Linked DNA regions of Pan troglodytes: region 2 is linked to region 1. Evidence: chromatin contacts called from public HiChIP or PLAC-seq data. All regions are on one chromosome and are shown on one strand. Each heading gives the region's core, a stretch centred on a gene start, on an enhancer-like site or on the middle of the called end of the contact. The rest is flanking DNA. Distances are from core to core; before and after follow the strand shown. Region 1 holds the start of GMPPB (GDP-mannose pyrophosphorylase B). Region 2 holds the start of MST1R (macrophage stimulating 1 receptor).

Region 1 (3,180 bases), core at 476-2,975:
CCAGTGAGGAAGTCCTTGGGCTGCCCAATGTCCATCCAGAAGCCTGTAGGGAGGGATGCATCAGGGGCCTCAGCCCAGCCACAGACCACCCCCACCCTGTGGCCTCCTTGCCTCACCCTGCAACTCCATGGCATATAGCTGCCCCTCCTTGGCCATAATGGGGAAGACCTCCTTCTCAATGGACGTAGGCTGCAGCTGTGGGAGTGGGCAGCTTGTGAGCAGGGTCATGGCGGTGATGGCCTGCCCCACCCCAGCCCACCAACAGCTGTCTCCTACACACCTGGATGCGCCGCAGCACTGCAGGGCTCAGGATGTACATGCCTGCGTTGATCTTATTGGACACAAACACCTGTGGCTTCTCCACGAACCGGTGAATGCGGCCTGTGTCAGCCTCACACACCACCACACCGTACTTGGAGGGTTCCTCCACCTTGGTCACCTGAATGCAAGGAAGGGGACCTCGGACCTAGTTCAGTGTTCCTAAGCCTTGATACACATGCCGTTCCAGATCTCAAGAGACTCTGCCCCAAGTGCTTAAAGATACATACTGCACAGCTCTGTATCCATAACATCCGAAGGCAGATGAAGGCTAGGGGGCATGGGAGGCTGGGCATGGAGGGTGAAAGTGTCAAGAGAAAGAAGACCTGGCGCCTTACCAGGATGGAGCCCTCCTGGCCATGGTGCCGGTGGAACTGCACCATGGCTTGGAAGGGGAAATCGCAGATCACGTCACTGTTGAGGACGAAGAAAGGGTCTGCAGTCTCAGAGAGTAGGTCACGGGCCAGCGCCAGGGGCCCAGCTGGGGGAAGGGGACAGGTCACCACCTTGCTGGAGGTCTGAGTCCCTGGATTCAGGCTCAGCAGGCCCAGTTCAGGCTGGGTCTTACCCTTTTCCTGGCCTTAAACCCTCCCCCAAGGGACCTTTCTGCCTCTACTGACCTGTCCCCAAAGGCTCCTCTTCATGGGACATGGAGATTCGGATTCCCAGCTGGAAGGAAGAGGCCCCCCCAGTCAGGTTCTACCAGGATGGGAAGTTGGGCGGGGACCGAGAATAAGGGCCAAGAGTCTGTGCCTCACCCTCTGCTCCTGTGCCTTCATTTCCTTCTCCAGCACCTGCGACATGTAGCTCACGGCCAGGATCACGTGGTCCACGCCTGCCTGTCAGAACGCAGGCCGACGGGCGGGCTCAGTCAGAAGGTACGGGAGCCCCTGACCCCTAGTCGCTGGCCATCCCTAGTCCCGCCAGATCCGAACGCGACTCTGATCCCGACCCAGGGTCTTACCGCGGCTAGCGCCTCCACTTGGTGCAGCAAGATGGGCTTATTGCAGAAGTCCACCAGTGGCTTCGGGGTGCTCAGCGTCAGCGGCCGTAGCCGCGTCCCATAGCCCCCCACTAAGATCAGTGCCTTCATCGCGCCTGCGGACGTTGAGGGGGTGTCCCGGGCTCTGAGGTGCCTGCAGCCCGCCTGGCCGGTCCCTGCCGCGCACTCCCAACGCCGTGCCCGGCCCCGCGCCCTTCAGCAACCCGCCTGACAGACTCTGGCTCCACCTCGTCCGCCCGGTCGCCCTGACGCCGGATCCAGGGCCGCCACAACCCAGAACGCGACACCGGGTAGACGGCTGCTGGCCCCGAACTCAGGCCGGACCCGGCGCGGGCAGTGACGCGACCACCGCGGGCCAATCGGCTGCCGCGTACGTGGCACGGCCGCCGGCGTCGGAACGTTGGGGCGCAGCGCTGCGACAGACATAGCCAATGAGCGCCCGAGTACGCCGGGCTGCCATGGAGACCCGGGCCGGGACCCGCGGGTCAGCTGGCCATTGGCGGATCCAAAGGCGGAACTGGCGCCAAGGGCGAGGCCTTGTTCCCTGCTTCGCCGCGGTCCAGCAGCCGCCGGCCCCGCCCCACGGCCCCGGCCTCGCCCCACAGCCCCGGCCTCGCCCCGAGGAAGGGTGACCAGGGAAGGCTCGCGGGCCACGGGATTTTCACAAAGACAGACTCGCCTCCGTTTCTAGCGGCTTTATTTTTGACATACACGACCTCGGACACAAGCGGGGCGGGCAGCGCTAGGTGTACAGAAAGGAGCGGGCTCGGACCGAGCACCCCCTCCCCCGCACGCAAGGTCCAAAGCAAACGCAACTGCGGCGGGAGCCACCGGCGCAGGCCTCGGGCGGTGGAGACAGGCTTAGCTTCCAGGAAAGAGCAGCAGAGAGCGATTCCCAGAACGCGAGGGCTTACAGTTCCCCGGGAAGCAAAAGAACCAGGTCCTTCCCAGGGTTCTCCATTATTTTTTCCTCATTAAAATATATTTTAAGTCAGCACAAACATAACCAAATTGTACAGCTTTAAAGTTCAAAGCAGTCTGCATCTAGGGAACGTGCATGTGGTCAGGAGTGAGCGCGTGAGCAGCGGCTACGTAACTAGCACAGGTGCCAGGCCCCTTGATGGGAATCCCCATGCCCATTGCACAGGCCCAGAGAGGGAGGGGTGGGGTCCCTGGCAAGTTGCTACACTGGTCCCCTTCCTCTTTTAAGCACCACCCGTCCCACCCCACCCTCAGGGGCTGGTGTCAGCTTGGCCCAGGGAAGCACTATAGAGAGGGCTCACCTGAGCACCCCAACCCATGATCCCATGTTGCACTTTGGTCCCAAGTTGGGGCTAAGAAGGCTGGGCCTGGCAGGGACAGGGCTCTCTGGCATGGGGCAGGGAGAAAGCAGTGGCAGACAGTATGCACACACACTTGCCCACTACCATTAAATAACAGGGCTGGGTCTCCAGGTGTCCAAAGTGCTGAAAAGAGGGGCCCTGCTCTAAGGGAGCAGCAGCAAATCCCAGGCCTTCCCACTCTTTGTAGTGCCAGGAAAATACTGAATGTAAGTGGGTGCAGCTTTGCTCGCTGTGAGGAGCAGCAGAATGCGGCAGCCTCTCCTCCCAGAATCTAGGAATCTGGGAGGCACAGGACATCCCCAAAAGGTCCCAAACAGTTCCAGACCCTATGTCTTACCCTCCACCTTACCAGGGAATGACTATCTACACTAATGAAGGGCTACTGCCCCCATGGCTGAAGCCACAGAATGGTACAGGAGAGAAGACCGTAATTTGTGACCAGAAACAGGCAAGCTGTCCCTCCCAGCCCCAAAGAATGGGAACCTGCCCACCAGTGGCACCAGGGCTGGGGGCTAG
Region 2 (3,180 bases), core at 461-2,960, 180 kb after region 1:
TCTTTCCGCCTGCCCCCCCCCGCGCCCCCAGATCCCCTCAGTGATGGAAGGGAAGCAGCCTGTGTTCAGCCATGTGCATGCAGCTCACAAGTAAGGGCCCCTTCTTTCAGCTTACCGGGTTGGGGCAAAAACTGGGCGACTGGAAGAAGTCGAGGCCTCGCCGGAGGCCTGGATGGACTGGGGATTCACAACAGCGCTCCACACCCTCATCAATTAGTGTGTCCAGCAGGTCAATGGGGAAGGCACAGACGACAGAGTTGGGGCCCACGCCAGGACCACCATCCTTGCCAGTCACAAAGACCCCAAATAGTACTTCCTGGCCCTCGGCGATGCTCAGCTCAGTGGCAAGTTGGGCACCCACTGGAGCGGAGTGGGCCACCCGCAGCACAGGGTAGGGCTGTCCGCCTTCTGGGGCCCCCCGGCGCCTGCGTTTTGGAGCAAATCTGCAGTCGAGGACCAGCTCCCGATAGTCACCCAACTCTGGCTCAGTGGCGCTAAGCCGTGCCAGGCGTGTGTGCAGGGCACTAGGATCATCTGTCACGCTGGCCGGCTGTACAGTCAGGAAGTATACGAAGGCTCCCGTGTGGAAGCTGTGCACATATTCAATACTGTAGGAGACAAGATGCTTGGGCAGCACTGACAACGCCACAAAGCCCGGTGCGAATCCGGAGGCGTCGGCCTTGAGACGCCTGATAGACACTGAGCGTGGGCTGAAGCTGGCAGCCACGGCTGCGTCCAGTGAGGATGCCACGTAGAAATAGGAGGCCTGGCCTTGCTCAACCACAGTTACACGGGTGCCCAATGGGCTGGCCACACAGTCGGGGCAGTCATCGGGCCGGTTATGGTGGGCTGAGAAGAGGCAGGCTGGCGCTGCCAGATGCACGGCTGTCCCTTGGGGCTCTAGGTCATGCAGGAAGCAGCGGCCCTGCAGGCTGGAGCCACAACTGACCAGCGCAGGCAGCGCGGGATCCAGCACCAGCACCTTTGTGTCTGTGTCACCGGGAGGGCCGTGGGGTCCTGGGCCACAGGCTGCACACGTCTGGCAGCCAGGGTCTCCAGCAGGGCCCGTGGCCAGGCTCTGGACAGACTTCAGGTCAGGCCCAAGCACATGCAGGCGATTGCGTATGGCTACAAACACAGCACTCTCATTTCTGTCGCCCTCGTAGGTCACCATGGCCTGTACCAGGCCTCCGGCGGAGAAGCTGGGCACCACGTACTTCACGTCAAAGTCGCGAGAGGCCGCGTAGGGGGTGCGCGGGCACTGCCAGTCCTCGCCCGCCGCGGGCTTGGCAGGCAACAGCAGCAGCAACAGGAAGGACTGAGGCAGCGGCGGGAGGAGCTCCATCGAGGCGAGCTGGGACCCTAGGGGATCCCTACCGGCCTGGGCCTGGACCTGGGCGTGGGCCTGGCTGGGGGCCCGACTCGAGGTCTGGACTGGGCCAACTTTAAGCAGCGGTCCCGACAGCCCCAAGATAGCGGACCCCCGCCCCAGGTTCCTGTGAAACCCAAATCCCTTCCCGGCCCTCGGGTCTGAGCACCTGACGCCTGCGGACGCACGACAGCAACGCCCCAGCCGCCTCACCTGCCGCCCCAGGTTCCTGTGAAACCCAAATCCCTTCCCGGCCCTCGGGTCTGAGCACCTGACGCCTGCGGACGCACAACAGCAACGCCCCAGCCGCCTCACCTGCCGCCCCAGCCGCCGCTGTACACTGGCGCTTAGCGCTCAGCCGACCCGAGGGCGCCGGGCTGGGCGGGCGGAGTCGGGCCGTGGGGGCGGGGCCGCGAGGAAGGCGTGGCCTAGCCCAGGCCCTCCGCCCATCCGACTCTTCCGGCCCTTGGAAGCCTGGCTCCTGTACCTTCACTTGGCGTCTTGGCGCCTTTTTCTCAGCGGCCTGTGGGTGGATGTGCATGGTGTGGCCTGGAGAGAGGTGAGCCAGTCTGAGCCGTCCCATCCCATCCCCCCACTACCGACTGGTTCGCAGCGAGAAGGGGGGCAGGACACTGGGCTCTTTGCTTGCGGTGGAACTAGTTTGCACTTAGTAGCAACACCCTCAGTGGCTGGTGCCCAGAGGTGGCCTGGGGGCCCACCATGTGGAGAACAGAGACCAGGATTGTGTGGAAGACCAGAGGGGAGATGTGGGGCACTTAACAAGAGATGTTATGGGGCGCCACCCTTTGTGGGAAAGGACTGTCCTTTTTTTTTTTTTTTGTGAGAAGGAGTCTTGCTCTGTGGCCCAGGCTGGATTGCAGTGGCGCGATCTCGGCTCACTGCAAACTCCGCCTCCCAGGTTCAAGCGATTCTCCAGCCTCAACCTCCTCCTGTCTCAACCTCCTGAATAGCTGGGATTACAGGCGCGCACCACCACACCCGGCTAATTTTGTATTTTTAGTAGAGACAGGATTCACAGTGTTGGCCAGGCTGGTCTCAAACTCCTGACCTCAGGTGATCTGCCCGCCTCAGCCTCCCAAACTGTTGGGATTACAGGCGTGAGCCACCGCGCCCGGCCGGGACCATTCTTCCATGTGCTTCTCCTGAGCTATCAGCGACAAGATGGTGTCAGAGGAAGGTGTGTTATGCCCTGCTCTCCCAGGGCCATAAGGGTCTTAGGATGGGATCTGGCCTTGCTGACTGGACCTCAGAGTCAGAGAGGCACATAAGTGGAGGCCCATACCTCCTCTGCAGCCTAAGTATATGGAAGCTGTATAATGGGGTCCACAGTATGGGCCTTGGGGACTCCCCCTTCCTTCCTGGCTCTACCCAGTGCCCCCCTGATATGGAGGAATCATGGGCTTTGGCTCTCAGGACACTTCCAACATGCTCTGTAGGCCTTGCTGGATCTTATTCTCTTCAATGAGAATGTAGTTCTGGGCTGGGCACCGTGGCTCATGCCTGTAATCCTAGCACTCCTTTGAGGGGCCAAGGCAGGAGGATTGCTTGAGGTTAGGAGTTCAAGACCAGCCTGGGCAACATAACAAAACTCAACAAAACAAAAAAACTGCTAAAAATGTTTTTAAAATAAAATATGTGACCGGGCGTGGTGGCTCACGCCTGTAATCCCAGCACTTTGGGAGGCCGAGCCGGGTGGATCGCTTGAGGTCAGGAGTTCAAGACCAACATGGTGAACAGACAGATCTGGCCAACATGGTGAAACTATCTCCACTAAAAACAAAAATTAGCCG

The links. HiChIP or PLAC-seq counts read pairs in DNA pulled down with a chosen protein or histone mark.
Region 2: an H3K4me3 HiChIP or PLAC-seq map of stem cell-derived excitatory neurons shows a contact between it and region 1, with 6 times the contacts expected there. The contact joins the promoter of MST1R here to the promoter of GMPPB in region 1.

The regions. Positions count from the first base shown.
Region 1 is chr2:53,757,952-53,761,131 of NHGRI_mPanTro3-v2.0_pri, forward strand. GMPPB (GDP-mannose pyrophosphorylase B) reads right to left here and starts at 1,726. Exons shown (of 9, transcript XM_516466.9): 1 at 1,283-1,726; 2 at 1,077-1,157; 3 at 939-987; 4 at 657-799; 5 at 281-439; 6 at 117-195; 7 at 1-43. The coding sequence starts at 1,411. It overlaps IP6K1 (inositol hexakisphosphate kinase 1), which reads right to left. Exons shown (of 6, transcript XM_001166017.8): 6 at 2,002-3,180.
Region 2 is chr2:53,937,699-53,940,878 of NHGRI_mPanTro3-v2.0_pri, forward strand. It overlaps MST1R (macrophage stimulating 1 receptor), which reads right to left and starts at 1,711. Exons shown (of 19, transcript XM_063805801.1): 1 at 1,685-1,711; 2 at 116-1,582. The coding sequence starts at 1,345.